Regions from separate parts of the Pan troglodytes genome. Here all the other regions are linked to region 1. Evidence: chromatin contacts called from public Hi-C data. All regions are on one chromosome and are shown on one strand. Each heading gives the region's core, a stretch centred on a gene start, on an enhancer-like site or on the middle of the called end of the contact. The rest is flanking DNA. Distances are from core to core; before and after follow the strand shown.

The links. Hi-C and Micro-C count contacts between places; a contact is called where the count stands out from the background.
Region 2: a Hi-C map of stem cell-derived neural progenitor cells shows a contact between it and region 1, with 4 times the contacts expected there. The contact joins the promoter of EFNA5 here to the enhancer-like site in region 1. A contact is called at or near these places in 1 of 7 Hi-C or Micro-C datasets (stem cell-derived neural progenitor cells) and 1 of 1 datasets of contacts at active chromatin or transcription factors (stem cell-derived excitatory neurons).
Region 3: a Hi-C map of stem cell-derived neural progenitor cells shows a contact between it and region 1, with 3 times the contacts expected there. The contact joins two enhancer-like sites. A contact is called at or near these places in 1 of 7 Hi-C or Micro-C datasets (stem cell-derived neural progenitor cells) and 1 of 1 datasets of contacts at active chromatin or transcription factors (stem cell-derived excitatory neurons).

Annotation. Positions count from the first base shown.
Region 1 is chr4:105,108,687-105,112,045 of NHGRI_mPanTro3-v2.0_pri, forward strand. EFNA5 (ephrin A5) reads right to left here. Exons shown (of 5, transcript XM_526972.8): 3 at 1,134-1,199; 4 at 664-744. Among named protein-coding and RNA genes, the nearest start is that of EFNA5, 280 kb to the right of the region's middle. Within about 2 kb of position 1,600, at least 5 of the 24 cell types and tissues checked have an H3K27ac peak or open chromatin away from gene starts, as enhancers often do. A contact at or near this core is called in stem cell-derived neural progenitor cells, where this site is marked.
Region 2 is chr4:105,390,971-105,394,329 of NHGRI_mPanTro3-v2.0_pri, forward strand. It overlaps EFNA5 (ephrin A5), which reads right to left and starts at 1,852. Exons shown (of 5, transcript XM_526972.8): 1 at 1,720-1,852. The coding sequence starts at 1,844.
Region 3 is chr4:105,374,046-105,377,404 of NHGRI_mPanTro3-v2.0_pri, forward strand. All of the region lies in intron 1 of EFNA5 (ephrin A5), which reads right to left. Among named protein-coding and RNA genes, the nearest start is that of EFNA5, 17 kb to the right of the region's middle. Within about 2 kb of position 1,631, at least 6 of the 24 cell types and tissues checked have an H3K27ac peak or open chromatin away from gene starts, as enhancers often do. A contact at or near this core is called in stem cell-derived neural progenitor cells, where this site is marked.

The DNA.
Region 1 (3,359 bases), core at 350-2,849:
AAACTTATTTTGCCTCTGTAATCAAGGATCACATTTGGCTCAACAGGCTACTGGTACATTTGTGGCAGCAAGAGATGTGTGAATTTGTGGTGGCAATGTGATTATACTTCTCCAGACCAATTACTATTGACAATAGCAAAAATATTTAAATAAAATAAAGTTCCTTAGGTCAGTTCAATGATGCATGTAAATTTCTAGAGAAAATTAAGTATGTTGAATTAGTTTCTATTTTGTGCAATAGTCTTATTACTTTTATCTACAGATTTGGACATAAAAAATAAAATTTTATGAACATATACATAGAAATGTTTTGTGTCTTATATGAAAACAGATCCTTTAATATTCACAGTGATTCACCAGCATGCTCTGAGGATATGGTAAAAGGCAGTGAGATTTTAGCATTCCGATGGGGCTTCTATATTAGGATACTGCATTAGCTCAAACCCATTCCAAAAAAGAAAATTTTATTTTACCTAACATGCATTGCACAAAGATACTGGAGGAATGAGGTAGAATATAAGTCATATTAGCATCGCTAGCAATGAGCAAAAGCAGAACAACAACTATAACATGCAAACATGCAGAGAAGAAGAAGGGAAAAAAATACGGAAGCACCAGAGAAATAGATGCATTTGTTAAAAGAGATTCTCTAAGCATACTAACCTGCTGGTTCTAATGAATTTTCTACTTTGTCGTTAACATCGAAAACACGATCATGAACACCTATAGTTTTCATACAGCTATCTATAACAAAAATAGAGATAACAGCCAAATATGTTAGTGAAGACACCCTTAAACTCCCATTTCTTTCTTTTTTCTTTCTCTCCTTTTTTTCTTTTTTTATGTAGATTGTCTTACAATCAATGGCATGTTCCAAATGCCAATATTGTTCCCATTTGCTCTGCATGTACAACAGTCTAAGAAACAACAAGTTAGCAACTGCTGTGTACTTAAGTAAAAGCATCATGAAGAATGAGAAAAAATATGATGAAAACTAAAATATGAATGTTGATATACAAAACAGATACCACACAAGATTTAACAGTAAAAAAAGTTTTACCGCCGTGAACCAGACCACACAATAAAGCATGCGCGGTGAAGCCACCCTCTGAAGCTCATGCTAGTGAACTTACTTGTCGGTCTCACAAAGACTTTGAGCTTTAGACAGGACCTTCTTCCATTATCTGGGATTGCAGAGGCTGTGGGTAACACAGAGAGAGAGCAGGAAAGAAAGAAGAGAACAACAACATATTACTCTTCATTTTCACATGCAAATGATGAACAATAAATTCTTTCCTGACTTGAACAACAGGAACTTTCTCTAATTCCTCCTCCAAATTAAAACAAACAGTACTTTTCAGGTCTCACTGCTATAGAAAGGCTACTTTCATATCCTGATTTTCTCTTTTCAATACAATAAAAGAATCATGCAAGAATGTGAGTAATCTGTGAAGAAATACTTTGGATTTTTATTTCAAAGTCTCTTCCATTTAACTTGATCTGTTATCAATTTTCTCTAAATCGAGAGGATAATGTGTGAGCCCTCCAGCTTTCACAGAGCCGCTCCTCCTCTGCTGCAGGAAAAGGGGCCCAACAGAGGCCCAAGGTGAAAGTGCCGGCAAAAACCAATAACAGAGAGTTACAGGGCAGACTTAAACGTGACCTATTTCTGCTGGGGAAAGCAGAGCTTTGTCTGTACTGAAAGCTTGTCTGTCAGTGCTTTTGCAGGTAATTCAATTAGAGGTTTTACTCAGAACTTGGCTCTGCATTCTATATGACTAACCCAAGCCCGGTAACTTCCATCATGCTATTATAAGTACAATATGCTATTGAGAAAGTACTATGTTGCAACGGTACATGTATTTTTTTTTTTTCAATTTGCCACAGAGAAGGATGGAATTAATAAAGTGGGCTTACCAAAACATGACAGCATGTTTCAAGTTATAAATCACTTGAGGAAGAAACTTTCTTCTCCTTTTCAAGATAATAAGACTGTAAACTTTCCCTATGGTTGAAAGATTATCTCCCCTGTGTACACACAGCAAAATGTCAAAGGAATTTCCAAGGGCAGTAAGGCCCTTAACAACCACATGTATTTACTAATGCATCCTAGAAATGACAAAAATTACAGAAACGAGCGTCGCATACTTTCCTCCCTATGTGTTTGCTTCAAGTGGTTTCTTTGTTCAGAAAAAGCAGATGACATCAATCAAATCACACACGGCTTACAATTAGTTTGGCAATACCCAAAGTGACAAAGAGGGATCGGCATTTGGTATGTCTTCTCTCTCCTTTATTTTTATTTTTAAATTATTCCTCATGGGGAGCTGAGAACACAAAAATGCTTCTTTTGCAGGTGAGAGGATTCAATATACAAACTTCCAAACAAATTTTACACAGTCTCCTTATGTAATTCTAGATCCAAGTAACCCTCCTGGAGGAGAACTTCTAAATTCACCAACTAAATAATGTCAAGTAGTATAGGGTCCCCAGTGTCCCTATTCAACACCTGTTGAAAACTACTTTAATTTTAAAACAAAAGTATAGAGAAAAAGTGTTTTTGGTCCTCCCTATCTCCCCTGGTTGCTCTGACAAGCAGTTAAGAAGTGCTAACAGCTGGCTTTGCTGTAGGCTTTCATTAAATCATAGCCAGAAAAACTCCCTCTACTGACATTTACAGTAACTAGTGTGTTATTTAGGGCACAATATTTGCACTCTGCGGTTTGATCCAGGAAATGGTGTCCTTCCTGTGGACCTCAACTGCAAATGTGCATGTCACAAATACAGTACACATAGGTGACTCCAATTCATTAGGAAAACCATGGGTTCTTGAGGGAGTATATGTCTTATTCATGAGAGTTAGTGCGAAAAAAGTGACACATGGATGTTCACACTGCTGTTCAATGAATTTCTGAGCTGAGATGAACTCACTTCAAGCCTTGTGAACTTGATTTGCTACATGCACATAACTGACTTTACAGATGATACTGCTAGATAAACAGGCTGAAGACAGAATCAAATGCTTAATTGGTTTAGGGAGGAGCTTCTTAGATTTAGTACAGGTCTTTCAGATTTTTCTTTAGGAGAAATAAATCCAGGACATGAAAATTATTGTAGGGCACATGGCAATAACTAAACAGCAAACGATACGCCTCCAGGAAAAAACTGGAGAGTTCTCTCCATGAGCTCTCAAGGAGGGACACAGTCTTAGCTACTGGATGTGCTCCATACTTCTGTGAATTAAAAATATGAAATGCATTTGTATTTAAATGACACATAAAATAAAAACCTCTCTTCCCTAACAACCTGCCCCACTACTTCCTCATTTTCTGTCACCAGGAAATGTGACTGATGCCTTG
Region 2 (3,359 bases), core at 602-3,101, 280 kb after region 1:
AATGAGACTTGCTTTTAACACCATCACAACTGGAAAGCTTGCTCTATTTGTCTTGTCAGCTTTAATAAAAGGCATCTCTCCTCTGGCAGGATGGCTTCTTTTTCTCTTTTCCTAATAGTGGTAAGTGGCATGTCAAAGAAGAAATCGCTTCCCATTCCACCACCCACCTCCAGGAGACTCTTGTTTTTTGAACCAAACTTTCAGGAATATCTCCACTCCTGTTCAGCGGTTCATTTAGGACTTGGGTGGCTACCTGAGTAAGACTATCTTGGATTAGCGGGATAGGGGGAACTCCCTCCTGGTTCTGTAACCGGCGGACTGCTTGTGGGGAAATCTTCCCATCTTCATCTGCGCTGACATTATTCAAGCAGGGAATCCCTCTCTTGCCTGCAATGCTGAGGGGAGGCTGGAGGCAGGCGGAGAGGGCCCGCAGGAGATAGAAAAAACTGGAGGCGCCCACCGATACCCTCTCTCCTGGAGCCCGGGGCGCGCACCAACTCTAGGCTAACCCCTCGGCCTCCCGCCTCTCTCTTCCCAACTTCCACTCCAGCCCAGTGAAAAACCTGTGACTTTAGATGCAATCGGTACTATTAATAAATAGCACCTAGGAGGGCACCGAGACCGGCACACAGCTGGAAGCTAGCCTCTGTCCCAGAGAAAGCAGTGCGGTATGGGCCTAGCGGGGCCGACTTCTGTGCACAGACCGGGAAGCAATAAAGGTTCGGAACTGCTCCAGACCCGGAGGACCCCGCCGGGCACTCTGGATAACCTCCCCACTCCACTTCCAGGGTCCGAAAACACGGGACGTCTGCGACTGGCCGGTGTCCAGCACGCGCGCTAGGACCGCCCCAGGCGCCCACCTCTAGTCTCCCGCATACCCGGCGGGCTTGGGGACGCCTACAAATCGGTTCCAGGTAATCGCGCGCGTTCCTCCGGCAGCACATCGCCAGGCCGCGGGCGAAGGGCTCCCACCTCCTGGCTCGGCCAACTCTGGCAGCTTGTTCCGCACACATGACGTAACCCGGCATTAGATCAAACTTTCTGGCACCTTGAACCCACTGGGGTGGGTGGAGGGATGGAGAAGATGGGAGAATCCTCTCCACTGCCAGGCGCGCCGGGCCCAGACTGACTCAGGGGCCGAATGATTTCCTCGCAGTTAAAGAGGAAAATAAAAACCTAAAGCTTCCGCTTCCCAGCCCCCCTCACTTCCCCCAGCCCGTGCGCTCTCTCTGCGCGCACCGGGAAAAGAGAAGGGAAAATTAAAATTAAAAAAAAAAAACAAAAAACTTTGGGGGATGTTTGGCGGGTTCTCTCCGCAGTCCCTGCGGACCCACGCTCCAGGAAGGAGCTCCCGGCTGCGCACACTGGGGGCTCCCCGCGCCGGGAACCGGATGCCAGCCAGATGCCGGGGCTGGGAAGCAGAGAAGTCCCTACTCCCCGGCTCCCGCCCTTTTCCGAGTCTCCCGGCGCCCCGCAGAAGCAGTCGGTCTAGGCAGCCCCGGGGACTCCCAGGGGTACCTGGCCTTTCCGCGGCGGCTTAACAAAGAGGGGCGCGACGCGAGCGCTTCCCGCCGACGCCTCAAGCCATCAGCGCCCGGGCGACGCAGGCTCCGAGGGTGCGCGCCGCCAGCGGTTGGTGCGCGCCGATCCCCGCCGCCGCTCCTTCCGCAGGGCCCCGAGGCCCGGGTAGCCCTGACTCTCCGCCTGTTATCGGCTTACCTGGGGTTGCTGCTGTTCCAGTAGACAGCGTAGCGGTCGGCGACGGCCTTGGAGCCCGGGTCCTGGCTGAACACACACATCCAGAGCACCAGAAACACCAGCGTCAACATCTCCACGTGCAACATCACGCCTGGCCAGCGGCGGAGCCCCCGACGCGCCACTCCGGGGAGAGAGCCGGGATCCGGAGGGAGGGAGGCAGGCAAAGGGACAGAGAGAGAGCGGGCGCCAAATAAATATGAATAAATAAAAATGAAAGGGGGCGAGAAAGGAAAGAGGCGCCCACCAAGCTGGGAAGGGGTAGGAGAGCGAGAAGAAAAGAAGGCGGTGGGGTGGGGGGTGATAAAGACAAACTCGCACCCCCACTGGAGGGTTCAGGAGGAAAAAGGAATCACAAGATGGAGAGAAGCATGCGTGTGTGTGGTGGCGGCGGCGAGGGCGGGGGAAGAGGTGCCAAGCTGTGTCTCGGGCGGCGGCGGCAAGCCGGTCACCCCGGGAGAGGGAGGTGCGCGCCGGGCCGGGCGGCTGCAGCGCGGGTCGGGGCAGGCGGCGGCGCGCGCTGCACAGTCACCGGGAGTTGCGCGCCGCAGCCGCGGGGAGACATACACCGGCCCGCCGGGCCCGGCTCAGCGTCGGCGCAGCAGGCTACGCACGGCTCCGCCACCGCCCGGGGCCCTCGCACTGCGCCCCGCTTCGCTCCAAGTTACTTTGGCGGCCGGTGGGAAACTGCAGGAGAAGGGCGACGTGCTGATAGAGGGCTTCGCGCTTGTGGTCCCGGGAGTCTGAGAACCCCTTTCCTCAGCCTCCTCTGTGCCTTAGCGGGGCGACCCCCAGAAATCTCAGAGGAGTCGTAGGTGCTGCGGTACCGGGCGGTGCGCCGAGAAGGGTGGGGATCCGGAGCCGCAACCCAGCCTTGTCGGTGCCCTGGAACTGGTTAAGCGGCAGCTGCGCCGGCTTTCGAAGCGGTCTTGCCTGGAAAACCTCACAGAAAAGTTTGGCTCTTCGCGTCTTCCGGCAGGTCCCCCAGCAGAGTCGGAACGCGGCGGTAGCGGAAGAGGGCACCCCGGGGGCTGACCGAGCCTCGGGGATTTCTCGCGCGTGCTTTCCTTGGCTGGGTGTGGGTGCACCACAGTGAATGAAGAGCAGAGGTTAATACCAGCCGGCCTGGCGGAGCTGGGATGCCTAAACCTGCAAGACGACGCCAACCCAACTGTTCGGCTGGAGAGCGGGAGGGGAAACAATCACTTTCAAATGGATCCCTCCAACTCCTGGATGGGCCGATGTCAGTCTCCGATCGCCTTCCGAGAGGGAGACTGAGCCCCCACACGCGGTGCCAAGAGCCCGGGGTGAGCTCTCAGAAGTGTCCCTGCGACTCCAGCGGGTCCAAGCCTAGCAACTTGTAGAGATGCATCAATCAGTTTGAAATGGGAAAAGAGGGGAAAAAAAAAAAAGCGCACGAGCGAGTGGCACCTCCCCGATGACTACATCAGAAAACCTTCCCGATCCTCCCGCAGCTGCTCCTCTTTCCCTCCTTAGGCACAGCAGTAACAGAGGTGAAAACCACAAACCGAATCCTAAAACCCCTACCCAGGCGGGAAAATAAATAAACTTGAGTGCAGCAGCAGCAGCACGAGCAGCCCAGG
Region 3 (3,359 bases), core at 381-2,880, 270 kb after region 1:
TCTTCAACATTTACCAGTATTCTGTTATATTTACAAAGCAATTAAACAGTGGCTAAGATATACAACAGTGCAGAACAATTCTAATACATATTAAGACCCTGTTAATCCATCTGTTACAAAGAACAATGCAATATAATGGTCCTCCTTCCCCTACTAAAAATGCAGCCTCGTGTATGTGTGGGGGTAGGAAGTATATGAGATATCTCTGTACCATCCTCTCAATATTGCTGTGAACCTAAAGCTGCTCTAAATAAATAAAGTCTTTAAAAAGTCAAAAACAAAAATCACAACCTTAAATTCACACTCCACAACTTGACCAACCTACCTCTTCAGCCCATGATGCAGGTACTTTCACTAGATCCCCTCCACCCTGAATAAACTACTTTCTGTTTATTCCCCAAATCCATATACAAGGTTACAGCCAGTAGGCCTTTGCTCCCGTTCCTAAGGATCCCTGGAATATTCTTCAGCTACTTGCCCCATCTCTTTTAAAATCATATCCATTGTTCAAGGTCTAGACTAAATTATTCCTCTCCAGAAAGTAGTTTCTGATACCCCTGAACAGATGTGCTTTCTCTCTCTCTGTCCATAGCATTTCATGCTTTATTGTGACACTATTGTTCTAATATATTAGTGGCCTGAATGAAGCAGAACAGTTTGATGATTGCCTTGGCAGTCAAAGAATTTTCTAATTGTCCTGGTATTTGCCTGCATGTGGTCTTTAGCACTGATATGTTCACATCAAATATCACAGAAGACTACAAATTTAAAAGCATGCTTACAATATCAGTGGAAATGAATTAACAATCCAAATATGCTATTGGTTTTACTGTGTATTTATTAACAATTACTTTGTAGTCAACACACACAATAATTTCTTTTTAAGGATGTTTACTTTTCTAGTTAGTAAATGTACGGGATGGTTTTCACTAAAACATAAGTCAGCCAGCTGTTTGTTTGGGTTCTTAAACTGAATGGTAAAAATACAAGCAGCTTTTTCTCAAAGTACTCCACTTTAACCAAGGGAATCTGTTCCATATTTAAATGATTTAATTTTCTTTTTCTAAAAAAAAAAAAGTTTAAAATTTTCATATAATAAGAACATCTCCTCTTCAGAACTTTCATTTCAAATGGCATATGGTTCTCCCTCACCCATCTGATGCCCCAGGGATGCCAAGGCACTTAGGAGACCCAAGAGAGTGTGTAATCCGACATGACAGCTGAAAGAGGGAAGGCTGACAGAGGCATCAGAACAGGTACCAGGGAGGGAGAAGCATCATTCTGGAATCTGAGGGTTTACCCTTTTACTTTCTTCCAAGTTCACCAAAATCCTGCAATTTACATCTCCTTGAGAAGACAGCATCACTGACACAAAGGTTTCACTCAGAAATGGGCTGGACCCACCAAGACAAGCAGCTTTGTGTACCTTAAACTTCACTAAAGCAGACAGGCTGGTCAGCATTTCTGCACTTCAGTCTCCTAAGTTCTCCATAACCCAGTGTAAGCTCCAGCTGGCTTTGTAGTCAGCTTCCCTTTCCTCTATATGGTGCATTTATGAGTTCAGCTGTGGGCCCTGTTAATTTCCCTCCACAGCCTTTCTTCTTTTCCTAACACATGCATACTTGAGCCCGCTCTGGAGTGCTGACTAAGGAGGAACAATAGGAGGCTTTGAGCAGGGCTCAGCCCCAGACCCAGTCAATATTTACTTCAGTTTGGAGGCACTGTTTTAAAGCTCCTTCCAAGCACAACTCAAAAGGGGGAGTCCCCAGAGGTTTCTAGATTTTATTTTAACTAGAGGGAAGAGGGGTATAGAGATAAATAGATTACTGTCCAAACCACTTTCTCAGAGAAAATAAGAGAGGCTGTTCAACAAAACAGGTTAGATTTTCAATACTAATTAGCAATTTATAACAAGAAAAACCAATCGTCTTCCAACACTGATTATTGCAGTCTTAAAACTCCATATTCAGGCTGCAGTGCAAATCTACTTAATGTGACCCATGCATATCTTGTGAGCAGAGTCCTGATCCTATCAACCACTCAAGAGCTTGCCAATGTTTGCCTACTCTGCCCAGAATGGTAATGCAAGAGCTCTAGGTGAAGTTAACCCAAACTCCACGACTGAATTCCAAACCAGGTCTTATGTATACTATCAATATGTGATTACAAAATGAAGCTGTGATTACCAAACCCCATGAATTAAGAGTATGCTATGATAAACACTAGTAAGTATGCCTGTTATCTTTGCAATAGATTGGAAAGGTTAATCTATGGCTATGAAGGGAGTGACTAGGAAAAAAAAGTCACAAATACTCTCTTCCCACCAGTAAAAGAGGCTTACTATGGGACAGCATGTGGGAGGTAAGATGGATAGTTCGTTCTAATACCACATTAGAGCCAATAAAGCTTCCCTGTGGGTTTACATTGCCTTCTGTTGACACAAATATAGACAGAACTTCTATATTAAATATGAAACTACTTAACCGTAAGGATTTTTGTATTTGCCAGTTGGTTTAAACTTTTTTTTTAAAGGTCAATTGCCATAGAACTAACCCAAAGTGACAGTTGGGAAATTTTACCAAAATGATTAAGGCTATATAAAATTACTAACGATTTGTTAGATACCTAAGGAAGAAATTCATAGTTGTCTGCCATAACCAACTATAATACTCATTATTCCATTCAAATCATTAAGTAGACTTTGTTCCTTTTGCTTAAAGACTCAACTGTATATTCCATTCACATTTTGCAACATTTCCATAAGAACAGAGCCAAATGATCTAAAAACTTTAAAAAGAGAAATTGAAGAGAATTTACAACTGTCCAAAGTTAAAATTCTAGTTTATGACAACCTTAGTACTAAAGAGCATCTTCTGTATTTTAAACATGTAAAATACATTGACATAACTCAGCCTTTCACAAAGAGAAATAGAGATAATTCAAACCATTCCTCCCTCCAAAAAAAAATAGAGGTAAAAGGTGATGCACCAGGATTAGCCTGTTCAACTGTCTAAATTCATCACATGCACTGGAATCTGTTCAGCTCTAGCCTTTAGTACATTATTTACCATATTAATAAAAGCTGAATAATTAAGCTGCAACTCAATCCAATCATTTCAATACCTTAAGGAATTACTGGATAGCTATACACATGCAATCTGATCAATCAACATGCTCTCATGGAAAAAAAAAAATGCTGAGTAAGCCTGGCTAAGATGCAGTCTTTGGCTGATATTCTTTAACTTATGTACAAGAATATAAGGAATTAGTATTTTAATAACACAAAATATCAATAAGTAAGTTATCAAAATTTAAACTTCTTGACTACCCTTTTGCCAAGAAAGCAAGCCTGGAGCAAG